Regions from separate parts of the Mus musculus genome. Here region 1 is linked to region 2. The links are chromatin contacts, called in public HiChIP or PLAC-seq maps. All regions are on one chromosome and are shown on one strand. The core of a region is the stretch at or near the end of the contact, and the rest is flanking DNA. Distances in the headings are between cores, read along the strand shown. Region 1 overlaps Zmynd8 (zinc finger, MYND-type containing 8). Region 2 has its middle 32 kb from the start of Platr29.

Region 1 (7,143 bases), core at 1,884-4,383, 120 kb after region 2:
CTCTTCAAGCAACATCAGAGCAGGAAAGAGGGAACCCCAGTGTTACAGGAGGAGCCCCTTAGTTCAGCAGTGAAGATGGGAATAATCTTTAGGAAATTGTGCAGGGAATCCAGTCTTTGTCAGTTTGTCTGGTGTGACCTTGGCGTCTACAGTTGGGATTGAGTTAGGTAGCCGATGACATCATTCACAAAGGAAGGCTCCAGCCCTTCCTCCTTTTTCCTCTTTCCCTCCCTCCCTCCCTCCCTCCCTCCCTCCCTCCCTCCCTCCCTCCCTCCCTTCTTTCTTTCTTTCTTTCTTTCTTTCTTTCTTTCAATGGGGTCTCATTATACATCCTGACTAGCCTTGAACTTGCTGCATAGGTTGGGCTGGCCTCTGCCTCTGTAGTGCCGGGAGTAGAGGTGTAACCACTATGCCACCATTCCTGCCACATTGCTCGGCCGTGGTGGGTTTCCACCCCCCCTCATCTAACTTGATTGTGTGGTTCTCAGGCATGAAATTCCCAGATAACAGCATGTCAATGATGTCAAGAGATGGGGCCTTTCTACTAGTTGGTGGCAATTTTCTGACTGCTTCCAGGATAGCTATGTCAGTGTGGACACCTACCTGGGTGCAAGTGTGTGAAACTGTGTGTTCTTTCAGCACAGGAAGGGCCTATCTTTGTAAAAGATTCATTCACTCATTCATTTACTCGCTCATTCATTCATTCCTTCATTCCTTCATTGTGTTTATGGGTACCTTTGTATTTATGTCCATCATGAGTATCCAGATGCCTGAAGGGACCAGAGGCCATGCTCTTAGAAATGGAGTTACCTGTGCTTTCAAGCTTCCTGAGGTGGGTGCTGGGAACTGAACCCATGTTGTCTGCAAGAACATCAGGTGCCTTTAACCTCTGAGCCACCTCTCCAGCCCATCTATGTAAATTTAAAAAGTATACGTCTGTGTGTATTTCCTGCAGGTGATCAGCAGACAGTAACATTTCACTGTCCTTTCTGGTTGTATTGCGTTGGCAGCAAGCCTTGACGCACCCCTCACTCTTATCCTTTGGAAGGAGGGGTACAGTGCTCCCTCCCACTTCAGTCCCTAGTTACACTAGCTCAGGCGGACGGATGTGGGCTGAGGAATGACGATGTAGCAGATCACCTGCTACATACATGGGCCCTGCATGGCATCAGGAGGCAAGGAGCAATGTGAGAGCGCCAATACCGGGAAAATAATAGCTGCTAAGTATGTTGAGGAGACACAGGCTTTAGAGATCCACTGCCCGGGTTCAATTCCCTGCCCTACCTCTCTCTGCCACAGGGGACCCTCAGTAGGATATTTGAATTTTTAGGGCTTCATCCCTTTCTGCAGTTAAAATGAGATGATCGTGGTCTGACCTTGTCCCACTGTGAGAAGTAAATAGACACTCAGGCGTGGAAGACGTAGGCTTGGTTGTGTTAAGGTGTCGTGACCGTAGATACCACAGGATATCTCAGTAGGGCTCAGTCTGTGGAGTTAGCTGCTGTGTGGATTCTGTGTGTGTGGTGCATCATCCTGGACCACCTATGAAGTGGTGCAGGCCCAGAGTCATGTGCGGCTTGTTTTCTGAAGCCTCTGGGCTTGTCCGGGGTAAACTTTGACTTTAGGTGAGACCATTGGTGGGTTCTAAGCTGTGCTGTCCACCTGTTTGAATATCATCTTAAAGGTGGGCAGGACAGCCATGGTGTGGCTGATGTCCTGGTTGTTATTAGTCAGTCAGCAAACTGAGTGTGTACTGTTGTGAACCTATGGTCTCAGCACTTGGGAGGCGGAGGCAGGAGACTCTCTTGGTCACTTTGAGGCCAGCCTGAGCTACCTGGCAAGATTCTGCCGCTCTCTGCCTGCCCTGTAATACAAAAGAAGAACTAGCCGGGCGTGGTGGTGCACGCCTTTAATCCCAGCACTCGGGAGGCAGAGGCAGGTGGATTTCTGAGTTCGAGGCCAGCCTGGTCTACAAAGTGAGTTCTAGGACAGCCAGAGCTATACAGAGAAACCCTGTCTTGAAAAACCAAAAACCAAAAAAACAGAAGAAGAACTAAAAGAAGAAAATCTGATCTTGAAATGAAAGTCCAAGCACGGAAAGGGGTCGGGGATTTAGTAGGGCTTCCAGATGGGGGACCCCCGGGAGCCCCACACTCTTAGTAGGGCTTCCAGATGGGAGGCCCCGGGGACCCCACACTCTAATGTATCTTTCTCTTTACAGATGAATGAAATCGAAGTCTGTCCAGAATGTTATCTTGCAGCTTGCCAAAAACGAGACAACTGGTTCTGTGAGCCCTGTGTAAGTTGGATCCCGTTCTTTGGTTTCACTTTTGGAAACTCTGGTGCCTTTGGTGGCTACACCGAGATGACCCTCTCCGGGGACTTACGAGACGAGACTGGGAAGCTCTAATGGAAGTTGTTCTGAAAAAGTCAGGGCGGAGGGGAACTGAGCAGGCTTTGGCGGCCTCTTGGGCGGAACCGTTTTGTTCCAGAATTAAGTGTCCTGGTAACTGGGTTGACTGTCGAGGGGGACTGTGACAATTGGGGTGCAGACCATAGGATGTGTCAGAACCGCAGCTGCAGCTTGCTGTGTCATTTGAAATAAAGTCTGGTTAGTTCCTGTTTTAAGACCCTAGATACACATCCCTGGGGGACTGTCTGTCTCTCCAGAGAGATCGTTGGTTTATGGAAGTGCAAAGCTATGTGGTAAACTCTTCTTCGACAGTGTTGGGCGTTGACCAAATCCAGTACGTTTTAAGCAATGGTTTCCAGCCTTCCCAATGCTGTGAGCCTTTGGTACAGTTCCTTTAGCCGTAAAAACGTTTTGCTGCTATCTCCTAACTGTAATTTTGCTGCCGTTATGGATCATAGAGTAAAATTATATTTTCCATTGACCTTAGGGGAGCCGAGACCCACAGGTTGAGAACCACTGGTCTCCAGAGTTGGGCATGGTGAGGTGGAGAGAGCGGTGGCGTGGAGGGTTCGAACAGGCAAGACCGGCTAAGTAAAGGATGGCTCAGGCCTCTCCTTGCCTCTGGAGATAAACACCAGTGGAGCTAAAGCTTGGGGGAGCCCCAGCACACAGTATGGCTCCTGCAGCTTCTTACTTTTGTGTAACTCCACATTTTGTACAAACTTAGCACAGAGTAGGTGGTGACTGTTTCTGCGGTGCCTAAGGAGGTGGACTTTTTGGGTCAGCCAGGACCCAAGCCTTATTCACTCTTTTAGCTTTCAGCTTCGCGCAGGCGCTGTTCAGGCTACACGCCTGCCGGGGGTCCCCTTGCTTGCCTGGCTCATGTCCTATTTTGCTTTCTAATTACTGTGATAAACACCCAGGCCTGCAGCAGCTTGGGGAGGCATGGGTAAATTTCATCTTCTAGCTTATATAGTCCTTTATCCAGGGAACTTAAGACAGGACCTGGAGGAGATCGGCTCACTCCGCCTTGCTTCTCAGGGCCTGCATAGCTTGCTTTGTAAATACACCCAGGACCACCTGCCCAGCAGCGGCTTGGACCCGCCCACAACAGATGTCAATCAAGGAAACGCCCTCCAGCTCTGTCTACAGGCCTGTCCGACGGAGGCTGTTTCTTACTTGAGGTTCCCTCTTCCCAGATGACTCTGCTTGTGCCAGGTTGACGGAAGCCTAATTAATCAGCACAGGGCTGTGCCCTCCCTGCCTCCCTGCGTTCAGGTTACCTTTCAGACTTGAATGTGTGTCTTGCTGCCAAATATAACGCCAACCCTGCCTTTTGTTGTTCTTCTAGAGCAATCCGCACCCTTTGGTCTGGGCAAAACTGAAAGGATTTCCATTCTGGCCAGCGAAAGCTCTGAGGGACAAAGACGGGCAGGTTGACGCCCGTTTCTTTGGACAACATGACAGGTGGGAGCTTAAAACAGGCTGTGCGTGGAACTTTGGAGAATGCCATCACAGAGTGAAGGTGGCGGAGGGGTACTGTGTTGTTCTTAAAAGCGAACTCTACCTTTATTTATTTATTTATTATATGTAAGTACGCTGTAGCTGTCTTCAGCCACTCCAGAAGAGAGCATCAGGTTTCATTACGGGTGGTGGTGAGCCACCATGTGGTCGCTGGGATTTGAACTCAGGACCTTTGGAAGAGCAGTCAGCGCTCTTAACCACTGAGCCATCTCACCAGCCCGAACTCTACCTTTTATCACTAGTGACTACGGCTATTGTTTTTATATATTGTCTTAGCAGCCTGTGACCTTGTTATTGCAAAATGTTTTCTGGTTGTCTGCCAAGCTTGGTGAGGGGGGGCTTCGTCCAGGTGTTTTGGAGGGTTAGCTTCAGGCGTGTTGGGAAAGAACCTCGCCTCCCTGGTTCTCTTGGTTGGATCTGGCTTCAGAAGGAGTTCCGTGGCTCTGTGGCCTGCTGTTTGATGTAGACTTATTTATCCCTTCTGTCTTCCTGGAGTAAATGAACACCTCTGTGCAAACCGCTTTTAAAAGTAATGCTTTCAGGACCCTGAGGTCGTTTCCCAGTTTGCCACTAAACGAAGCTCCTAGCATAAGATGGAGTACCTCCCCTCCTCATCCGCCTTCCTGTGTATCTAAACTGGGAAGTGACAGAGGGGATGATGTTTTGACAGACTCAAACCCTCCCTCCCAGCCTCCCCAGCCTCCCCTTTCCTTCCTGCACAGGCTGAGTGGAGTTATGGAGTCGCTCCAGTAGCTCCCTTTGCTTGGCGCCCCGTCTGCCTGTGAACACCAGGTAGTCAGAGACACCACTTACCATGCAAATTCCCTCGGGATTAAATGAAGCAAAGGTTCCTTGGGAGTATGGCCCCACCCCCGCATCTTGAGAAGATGTAGGAATGCAGTAGGGGTTAAACTCATGTGCCGCACAGAAAATAGATTTTTTTTTTGTGATAATCGGCATCTGAATTAGCATGCTCACTCTGTCACGTGCTTGGCTGATGAATCAAAGCAAAAAAGAAATGAAAAATCTCAATATTAGAGAGATTGAGTTTCTTACAGAAATTCCAGTGGTTCCCCCTGTCAGGAGAATAGGTGAGTTCTTGAGGTAATACTGGCTTTGGCGGGGTGCAGCACAGTTTAATTTTCCCACCACCACTCCCCCGTCTGTGGGGGGAGGGGCTCATGTAGCTTCAACTGGTCTCAACTTGTTTTATGTTGGACTCCTGATCTTCTTTGCCCACATCCTGAGTGCAGAAATTCCAGGCGTACACCTAGACACCTGGTAGTGTGTTGTTGGGGATGGATCCCAGGCTTCCTGTAGGCTAGGCAAGCCCTCTCCCCACCCTGTCCTGGTAGAATTCATCCCGAATGTCAGCATTCCTTCAGTTAAAGGAATGTGCTCCCTCGGGCTCTCTCCCATGGTGCATTGCTTCAGCACGCAGGCAGACACTTGTCCAAGCTAGGCTCCCTGTCTCCCATCTGTAGGAAATGCTTGGTATGAAGGCCCTGGTGGACCTGGCTAGATGGGCAGCGCCCAGTGAAGGGCTGTGTCTGGAGCCTGGGCTGTAATTAGTGGTTTGAACTGGGTGCTCTGGGGAGAGGCAAGTAAGAATTTGCTTTCTGTTTTTAGAGCAGGAGGAGCTGGCGGCTGGCTGTGCCTTAGCCGGCTCCTCGAAGAGCATTTGAGGTGTTCGCCATCTTAATGGGTTAAGACTCTCCTGTGCTAATCTGGTGGGTTGCTTTTAGGCACGGTGGCCCCACTGTGGTTGTGTGAACAGTACCTTAATGCCAACACTTTGGAGGCCTAAGGTATCCCCATCTGAAGGAACTGGGGTGCACACTCTTCCCAGGAGAATTCTTGGTTCTGGGTGAGCCCCCATCTCTCCCCAGACAGGGTTTTTTTTTGTTGTTGTTGTTGTTTGTGATAGCCTTGGTTATGGTAGACTTATGTTTGTTTGCTTGGTTGTTTGGGACAGGATCTCTCTGTGTGGCCCTGGCTAATCTGTGGAATTCCTATATAGACCAGCCTGGCCTCAAACACTCAGAAATTCGCCTGCCTCTGCCCCACCCCCTGTGCTGGACCAAGGGTGTGCGCCACCACACCTGTCCCTAGACAGTCTTAGTCACTCCAGGCGGCCTCATCTGCAGCCTCCTTCGCAGAGATGTGAGGAAAAACGGTGATATGGGGACCCGAGAGTGCCCGACAATAGACTCTTCGATTGGGGGCCCCAAAGTGAGGCGGGTCAGGCTAAGTGACAGCCCAGAGCCCTCTACTGGGAGGTCAAGGTGATCGGTCTGAGTTTGAACCCATAGGGCCTCCAGCAGCGGTCATGGGAGGCTCTGTAGGCTCCCCCTTCAAAGAATTGCCGCTTGGTTTTAGATCTATGTGCCGTGATCTAAAAATATAGGAACTCTTATGCCGAATGAGTGCAAGGCTTAAGGAAAATACCTGGGGTTACAGTCACTTTGTCACCCTTTGTGAAGTGCCTGCTTTTAATGTCAGTCTAACTGATGAGAAAACTGGGCCCAGAGTACAATGGCTTGCCCAAGGTCCCTCTGGGAAAGAGCCTGGCCCCGAGGCTGCTGGGGCTCCTCCCTCAGGCTTTCTGTGTGAATAAATTCTCATTTCTTTTTAAGGACAAAGAGCTTATTCTTGTCTAGGCCCCTTAGGTGACTTGGGAACCTGGGGGGTGGCTGGACAGTTATGACCTTGAAACCATACCAGTGTAGAGTGGGACAAGGAATTTGGGCCTGTGGCCCCTGGCTGAGGGGAGGGTCCTGGTGTTGACTCACAATTGTGGCATTTGCTGTCTTGGTGTTCTCCTAGGTAGGAAATGTCCCCGGGCTGGGGACCCTAGTGATTCTGACCTCTCCCTTCCCTAGCCTGGAGCCCTGTCTCTTGTAGGTATTTTGTTTCTGTTCAACCTCGGTAGGGTCCACCTGACTGGATCTAACGGTCTTCAGGTCCCAGCAGAGAGGTATCCCTAGCACACACAGGGAGGGGGACCGCTCTCCAAGGCCAGCTGCGTGCTTGGGGGTTCTCACGTGCAGCCAGGCTGTGTGCCGAGCTTTGCCTCTTCATTTCTTCCTCAGATGTAGGGGTTCAATGCTAGCTGTTGACATGGTGTAAAATGTTGTAGACGCCGGGTGGTGGCGGCGCACACCTTTAATCCCAGCACTTGGGAGGCAGAGGCAGGTGGATTTCTG
Region 2 (6,808 bases), core at 2,251-4,750:
TTTGTTCATTTGTTTTTGTTTTGTTTTTGGACATAAAGTCTCCCTATGAAACCCTGGCTGGCTGGTCTAAAACTCCATGTAGATCAGGCTAGCCTCAACCTCTTGATAATCCCCTTGCCTCTGCCTTTTGAGTGCTGGGGGTGATAAATATGCCCTGCTTCCTGTAAATCTCTGTCTTGGACTTGGACTACTAGGGTTTGTACTCAGAGCATCCCCGAGAGGCCTCGAACACTGGGAGAGAGCAGGCACTTGCTGTACAGAACAGTCTCCAGGGAGATGTCAGGGTGTGGGGTAGGTGGGAGGCTTCCTTGGAGCAGAGAGCAGCTCCCTGTCAGGCCTTTAGTGCTTGTTAGCGTGGCCTTCTGTGAAAGCAGCCAGGGGCTGGATCCTAATTCCCTCTTTCATTAAATCTTACCACCACTATTAATTACCACAGCCTCTATGGAAATGTAATGGTAGCCTTCCTGGATCACAGAGAGAGCAAGTAGACTGAATATAAAGAAAGGCTTTAAATTGGAGGCCCCGGTGGCTAAGAAAGTACAGCCACCAGCTCTGCTAAGGACAACAGAGGACCATAACTCCAAGAGCCACTGGCTTGAAGAACACTGAGAGGCTAACCTTGATCTCTGTGCATGTGAGTGAATGTGTGTGTGTGTGTGTGTGTGTGTGTGTGTGTGTGTGTGTGTGTGTGTGTGTGTTTGGTCAGAGGTCAGTATCCAACATCTTCCTCTATCATGTTTAGCTTTATTTGTTTGTTTGTTTTTTATACATAGTCTTCCGGTGAACCTGGAACTCACCAATTTGGCCTCACTACCTGGTCAGTAAACTCCAGGGGATCCTCCTGTCTTCACCTCCCCAACCCCGGGATTATAAACACACACCACTGTGTACAGTTCCTTACATGGCTGAACTCAGGTCCTCTTGATTATGTGAGGGGAGGGGTGGGGTGGGGGGGTGCTTTCCTGAGCATGTGGGGGTCAGGGATAACCTTCAGAAGTCAGTTCTTTCCTTCCACCACATAGATCCTGGGAATTGCACTCAAGTCATCAGACTTGGCAAAAAGCTCCTTCACCCACCCATCTCTCAGGCCCCTTCTCTATGCCTTCCTAAAGGTGTTTTATATTTGTGTGTGTTGTATGTGTGCTCCTGAGTGTGCAGATGTATGCACACATGCAGAGGCCACAAGGCCTCACAGTATTTATCTTTTTTTGCAGGTGTGTGTGTGCGTGTGTGTTTCCGGTACCACACCAAGTATGTGGAGGTCAGAACAACTCTGTCTGCCTGTCTGCCTGTCTGTCTGTTTTCAAGACAGGCTTTCTCTGTGTAGCCCTGACTTTCCTGGAGCTCCATCTATAGATCAGGCTGGCTTCCAGCTCATGAAGACCCCCCTGCCTCTGCCTCCTGAGTGCTGGGATTAAAGGCATCCACTACCACTACCCGGCCAGAGGACAACTTTGTGGATCCAGCTTTCTCCTCCCACCTTTCATAGGTCCTGTGGAAGGAACCAGGCTTGTGAGGTAAGCACACTGGAAACCAGGGCTTTATATTAAACTGGGTGTGGTAGCCTTATCTGTAATTCCAGCCCTGGCAAGCTGGATGCCATAGATGTTAAGTACGGGGTCACTCTGAGCTAAGTAGTGAGTTCAAACCCAGCCCAAGTTACACGAAAATCTGTCTCAAACCAAAACCCAAAACAAACACCAAAAAAGGAATTTCAGGAGCGAAGCATGGGCTCCAAGTCTCAGAAAGTGTTGCTCACGGGTATGGCTCTCCCCTGCAGCAGCTGGGAGCCAGGCAGAGGCTGTGGTCTTCAGTGCTGTGCGTGGAACACTGCCAACCTGGCCGCAGTAGTGGGAGCTTCCGGCGCCCCGTGGCAGAAGGCTGATAGGGTGCCTGCAGACATCGTGGCTATTTCTAAAACCTGCCAGACTTTCTGCAAGAAATATGGTACCCCGCAAAAGGGCAAATGTAGTGGCTACTGGGGGCACACCAAGCCTATTTTCTGCATAAAGAGTAAACTACAAAGAAGATTTTTTTTTTTTTTTTGGTTTTTCGAGACAGGGTTTCTCTGTATAGCTCTGGCTGTCCTGGAACTCACGTTGTAGACCAGGCTGGCCTCGAACTCAGAAATCCGCCTGCCTCTACCTCCCAAGTGCTGGGATTAAAGGCGTGCGCCACCACGCCCGGCTTACAAAGAAGATTTTGCCAAAACTTCATTGTGTTGAGCTCAACTGCAGATCTAAGGCTAAGGATTCTGGCTATCATGAGATGTGCACAGTGGCTCAGTGGTTAAGAACCCTGGCTGCTCTTCCAGAGGACATGGGTTCTAGTTCCAGCCCTCACGTGTGGCAGCTCACAACTGTCTGTAACTCCAGATCCAGGAGACTCGATGCCCTTTTCTAACCTCCTAGGGCATCAGACACACATGTGGTGCACATACATACATGAAGATAAAGCATCCATACATAAGAGAAAAGCTTGGAGGAGTGTGTGTGTGTGTGTGTGTGTGTGTGAGAGAGAGAGAGAGAGAGAGAGAGAGAGAGAGAGAGAGATACAGTTCTGAACTGATTTTGTTATAAAGACAATAAAATACACACACATGGTTGTCAGCAAAAGGTCTGGGGACTCATGTGTACCTGAAATTCTCTACCTGAGGATATTCTCAGATAAGCATGGACTTTGCCAAGCACAACACGATATGGGGCCCATTCTTTTCTTTTTTTTCTCTCTCTTCTTCTTCTTCTTCTTCTTCTTCTTCTTCTTCTTCTTCTTCTTCTTCTTCTTCTTCTTCTTCTTCTTCTTCTCCTCCTCCTCCTCCTCCTCCTTCTTCTCCTTCTTCTCCTTCTCTCTCTCTCTCTCTCTCTCTCTCTCTCTCTCTCTCTCTCTCTCTCTCTCTCCAGGGTTTCTCTGTATAATCCTGGCTGTCCTGGAACTCCCTCTGTAAACCAGGCTAGCCTTGAACTCAGAGATCCACCTGCTTCTGCCTCCCTAATGCTGGCATTAGTGTGAGCTGCCACTGCCTGACTCTTATCTATCTATCTATCTATCTATCTATCTATCTATCTATCTATCTATCTATCTATCTATCTATCTATCTACCTACCTACCTACCTACCTACCTACCTATCTATCTACCTACCTACCTACCTATCTATCTATCTATCTCTCAGTCTGTTTGTGAGTGTGCATATTCCACAGGTATGTGCACCAGGTGAGTGCTTGGTGCTCACAGATGTGAAGAAAGCATCAGACACTGGAGTTACCAGGTAGTGCCACCAAGTGAACCTGGGTTTTCTGGAAGAACAAGTGCTCTCAATTGCTGAGCCATCCCACAAGCCCTATGAGGTCCTTCAGGCCAAGTGCCACCTACCTCACAAAGTCCCCTCAGCTCTTACCCTGTTGCTCTCCAGGATGCCTCTCTTTCTCACATCTGTGGTGACTTTCTCTCTTTCCCCACCTGGCTTCCTCATCTCCCCCACCAGAGCCTCTCAGGAACCTGTTTCTGCCAACCCAAGACCTCAGGCCCCCCTCAGGCTCCGCCTCTGGGCTTCCTGCTGACAGAGAGGTGGAGGGAAGTTTCTCTGATAGGAAACACGTGAGGGGCTCTCAGGGACCAGGAGTGGAGAGAAGCACAAGCCACTTCCAGTTTCTGTGGTTCCCACTTTAGGAAAGGGAAAGAAAGAAGACATGCCCCCCACCGTGTGAGGACTGGGCACTAGAGCTCAGTCATGGTGAGGTGTTAGGCAGTCTCAGCCAAAGGACAATCTAATCTAACTCTCTCTTTCTTTCTCTCTTCTTCTCTCCTCCTTCTTCTTCTTCTTCTCCTCCTCCTCCTCCTCCTCCTCCTCCTCCTCCTCCTCCTCCTTCTCCTTCTTCTTCTTCTTCTTCTTCTTCTTCTTCTTCTTCTTCTTCGAGACACTCTTATGTAGTCTAGGTTGGCTTCCAACTCTTCGTGTAGCTGAGGCTAGCCCCCAATGCTCCTCCCTGTGCCTCTCTCTCTCTCTCCTTTTTTATTTATTTATTTATTTTTTATTTTTATTTATTTATTTATTTATTTATTATATGTAAGTACACTGTAGCTGTTATCAGACACTCCAGAAGAGGGCATCAGATTTTGTTACGGATGGTTGTGAGCCACCATGTGGTTGCTGGGATTTGAACTCGGGACCTTCAGAAGAGCAGTCGGCGCTCTTAACCACTGAGCCATCTTGCCAGCCCTCTCTCCTTTTTTAAAAAAAGATTTATTTTATTTATATGAGTACACTGTCGCTGTCTTCAGACACACCAGAAGAAGGCATCAGATCCCCATTACAGATGGTTGTGAGCCACCATGTGGTTGCTGGGAATTGAACTCAGGACCTGTGGAAGAGCAGTCAGTGCTCCTAACCTCTGAGCCATCTCTCCAGCCCTCCCTGTGCTTCTCAAGTGCTGAGGTTTCAGGTCTAGTTAAGTATTAGGATTTGCATTTGCAGTCAGGTTCATTGTGCATAGCCCTGTTCACACTGCATGCTAGCTTCAAGGACTTGGTCACCATAGGACTGACACTGTGGTCAACTGAGTAAGTAAACCCACAGGTCCCTAGCCCTGCATGAACAAGCAGGTCAAGGAGACGCTCACCCAGCTGTGGCCCTCACTCCTGCTGCACAATGGCATCTGGAACTTGGAAAACTTTGCTATGGAGACTGCACACTGGAGCAGTGAAAAACCGTGTGTGTGTGTGTGTGTGTGTGTGTGTGTGTGTGTATGCGCACACTCATGCGAGCACAAGTACACACTGGATCTCTCTCTCTCTCTTTCTCTCTCCCTCCCCCCCTCCCCCCACCCCCCTCCCTTCCCCCTTCCCCTCCCCCTCCCCCCTCCCTCCCTCCCTCCCTCCCTCCCTCATTCTCTCTCTCTCTCTGACAGTGGCTGCTCTCTCTGAGCCTGGATCTTTCTCATTCACTACACTGAGGAGACAGCCAGTGAGGAGTGAGCTGGAGATTCATCTGTTTGGATCCCCACCTTCCCAAGCTGGTGTTCCATATAAGCACTACCATGCCTCCTGACTTTTACATAAGTATTAGGGATGTAGCTTGAGCCATCTTTTCAGCCCCAAAAGCTTGTGTGTGTGTATGTGTGTGTGTAAGGGTCTCACCATGCAGCCCCACTCAGCCTTGATCTCACAGAGATCTGTGAGTTCTCTGATGAGACCAGAACAAACCAGAAGGGGCTCAGTGGTGTTTAAGGAAGTGAAAGAGGCTTTGCAGTCAGGAAGAAGAGGGGCCCCCAAAAGGCTAAGGGCTATTAGGAACCACAGAATCTCTGAAAGAGAGGGGTTTATTGAACTGTTGAAAATTCTAGACAGAAAGAGGTCTGGGGCCAGCAGAGGTTCCTGCTGCTCTTTCAGTGCAATAAGTAGCAAAAGGAAATATGGCTGCCAGCCAGCATAATGGCTCTGGACGAGGGTACCAGAGCTGAAGAACCCGAGGTGGAGGACCTTTTGGAATTATTACAAGCCAACCACCCTTAAATTGGACCCTGTCTCAAGAACAAACAAAATGAATGAAGTTAGACATGGTGGTATACCCATTTCATGCCAGCTTTTGAGAGGTAGAAGCAGGAGTGTGAGGCTAGCCTGAGCTACATAAGACTGCCTCACAAAAGCCAAAAGAGGAAAAAGGAAGTTTGTCTGCTGATCCCATGTCTAAGAGCTATTTTTAAAAAGTCTGTACCAGGCGTGGTGGCGCACGCCTTTAATCCCAGCACTCGGGAGGCAGAGGCAGGTGGATTTCTGAGTTTGAGGCCAGCCTGGTCTACAAAGTGAGTTCCAAGTTCCAGGACAGCCAGGGCTACACAGAGAAACCCTGTCTTGAAAAAACAAAAACAAAAAAAAAAAGTCTGTGTTGGAGTCTGGTGAGACGATTCATCAGATGAAGACACTTGCCACCAAGCCTGGTAACCTGAGCTCAGTCCCTGGCCACCACATCGTGAAGGAGAAAACCAACACCTGAACCCCACAAATGCACTATGGGACATAGATGCCCCCACATGTACCCAAACACACACATATGCACAGGCACACAAGCACACACAAAATGAGATCTAATACTGGAGATGGGACTCAGGACTCCATGCATACTGGATGAGCATTCTAACACTAAGTTACACACCCATTTTTTTGTTTTGTTTTTGTGTTTTTGAGACAGGGTTTCTCTGTGTAGCCCTGGCTGTCCTGGAACTCACTTTGTAGACCAGGCTGACCTTGAACTCAGAAATCTGCCTGCCTCTGCCTCTGCCTCTGCCTCTGCCTCTGCCTCTGCCTCTGCCTCTGCCTCTGCCTCTGCCTCTGCCTCTGCCTCTGCCTCTGCCTCTGCCTCTGCCTCTGCCTCTGCCTCTGCCTCTGCCTCTGCCTCTGCCTCTGCCTCTGCCTCCCAAGTGCTGGGATTAAAGGCATCCCGGCTCACACACCCAGTTTTGACAAACATTTTGTTTTGTATTTATTTTGCTTTGAGACAGGATCTCCCTATGTAGCTCTGACTGGCTTGATACTGGATATGTAGCTCAGGCTAGCTTCATATTCTTAATACTGGATATGTAGCACAGGCTAGCTTCACATTCTTGAGGACTTTCCTGGCCCAACCTCCCAAATGCCAAGATTATAGGCATCCTCCACCATGTCCAGATTTTGGGTTAGTTTGGTTTGGTTTTGGTTTTTCAAGACATGGTTTCTCTGTATAGCCCTGGCTGTCCTGGAACTCACTCTATAGACCAGAGTAGCCTAGAACTCAGAGATCCACCTCCCAAGTGCTGAGATTAAGGCATGCACCAC

What was found. HiChIP or PLAC-seq counts read pairs in DNA pulled down with a chosen protein or histone mark.
Region 1: an H3K27ac HiChIP or PLAC-seq map of microglia shows a contact between it and region 2, with 3 times the contacts expected there. The contact joins two enhancer-like sites. A contact is called at or near these places in 7 of 115 datasets of contacts at active chromatin or transcription factors (SST interneurons, bone marrow-derived macrophages, double positive thymocytes and 4 more).

The regions. Positions count from the first base shown.
Region 1 is chr2:165,830,046-165,837,188 of GRCm38.p6, reverse strand. Zmynd8 (zinc finger, MYND-type containing 8) reads left to right here. Exons shown (of 23, transcript NM_001363020.1): 9 at 2,222-2,299; 10 at 3,765-3,880. Among named protein-coding and RNA genes, the nearest start is that of Gm11465, 48 kb to the left of the region's middle. Within about 2 kb of position 3,133, at least 31 of the 459 cell types and tissues checked have an H3K27ac peak or open chromatin away from gene starts, as enhancers often do. A contact at or near this core is called in microglia, where this site is marked.
Region 2 is chr2:165,946,648-165,953,455 of GRCm38.p6, reverse strand. No RefSeq gene overlaps it. Among named protein-coding and RNA genes, the nearest start is that of Platr29, 32 kb to the left of the region's middle. Within about 2 kb of position 3,500, at least 88 of the 459 cell types and tissues checked have an H3K27ac peak or open chromatin away from gene starts, as enhancers often do. A contact at or near this core is called in microglia, where this site is marked.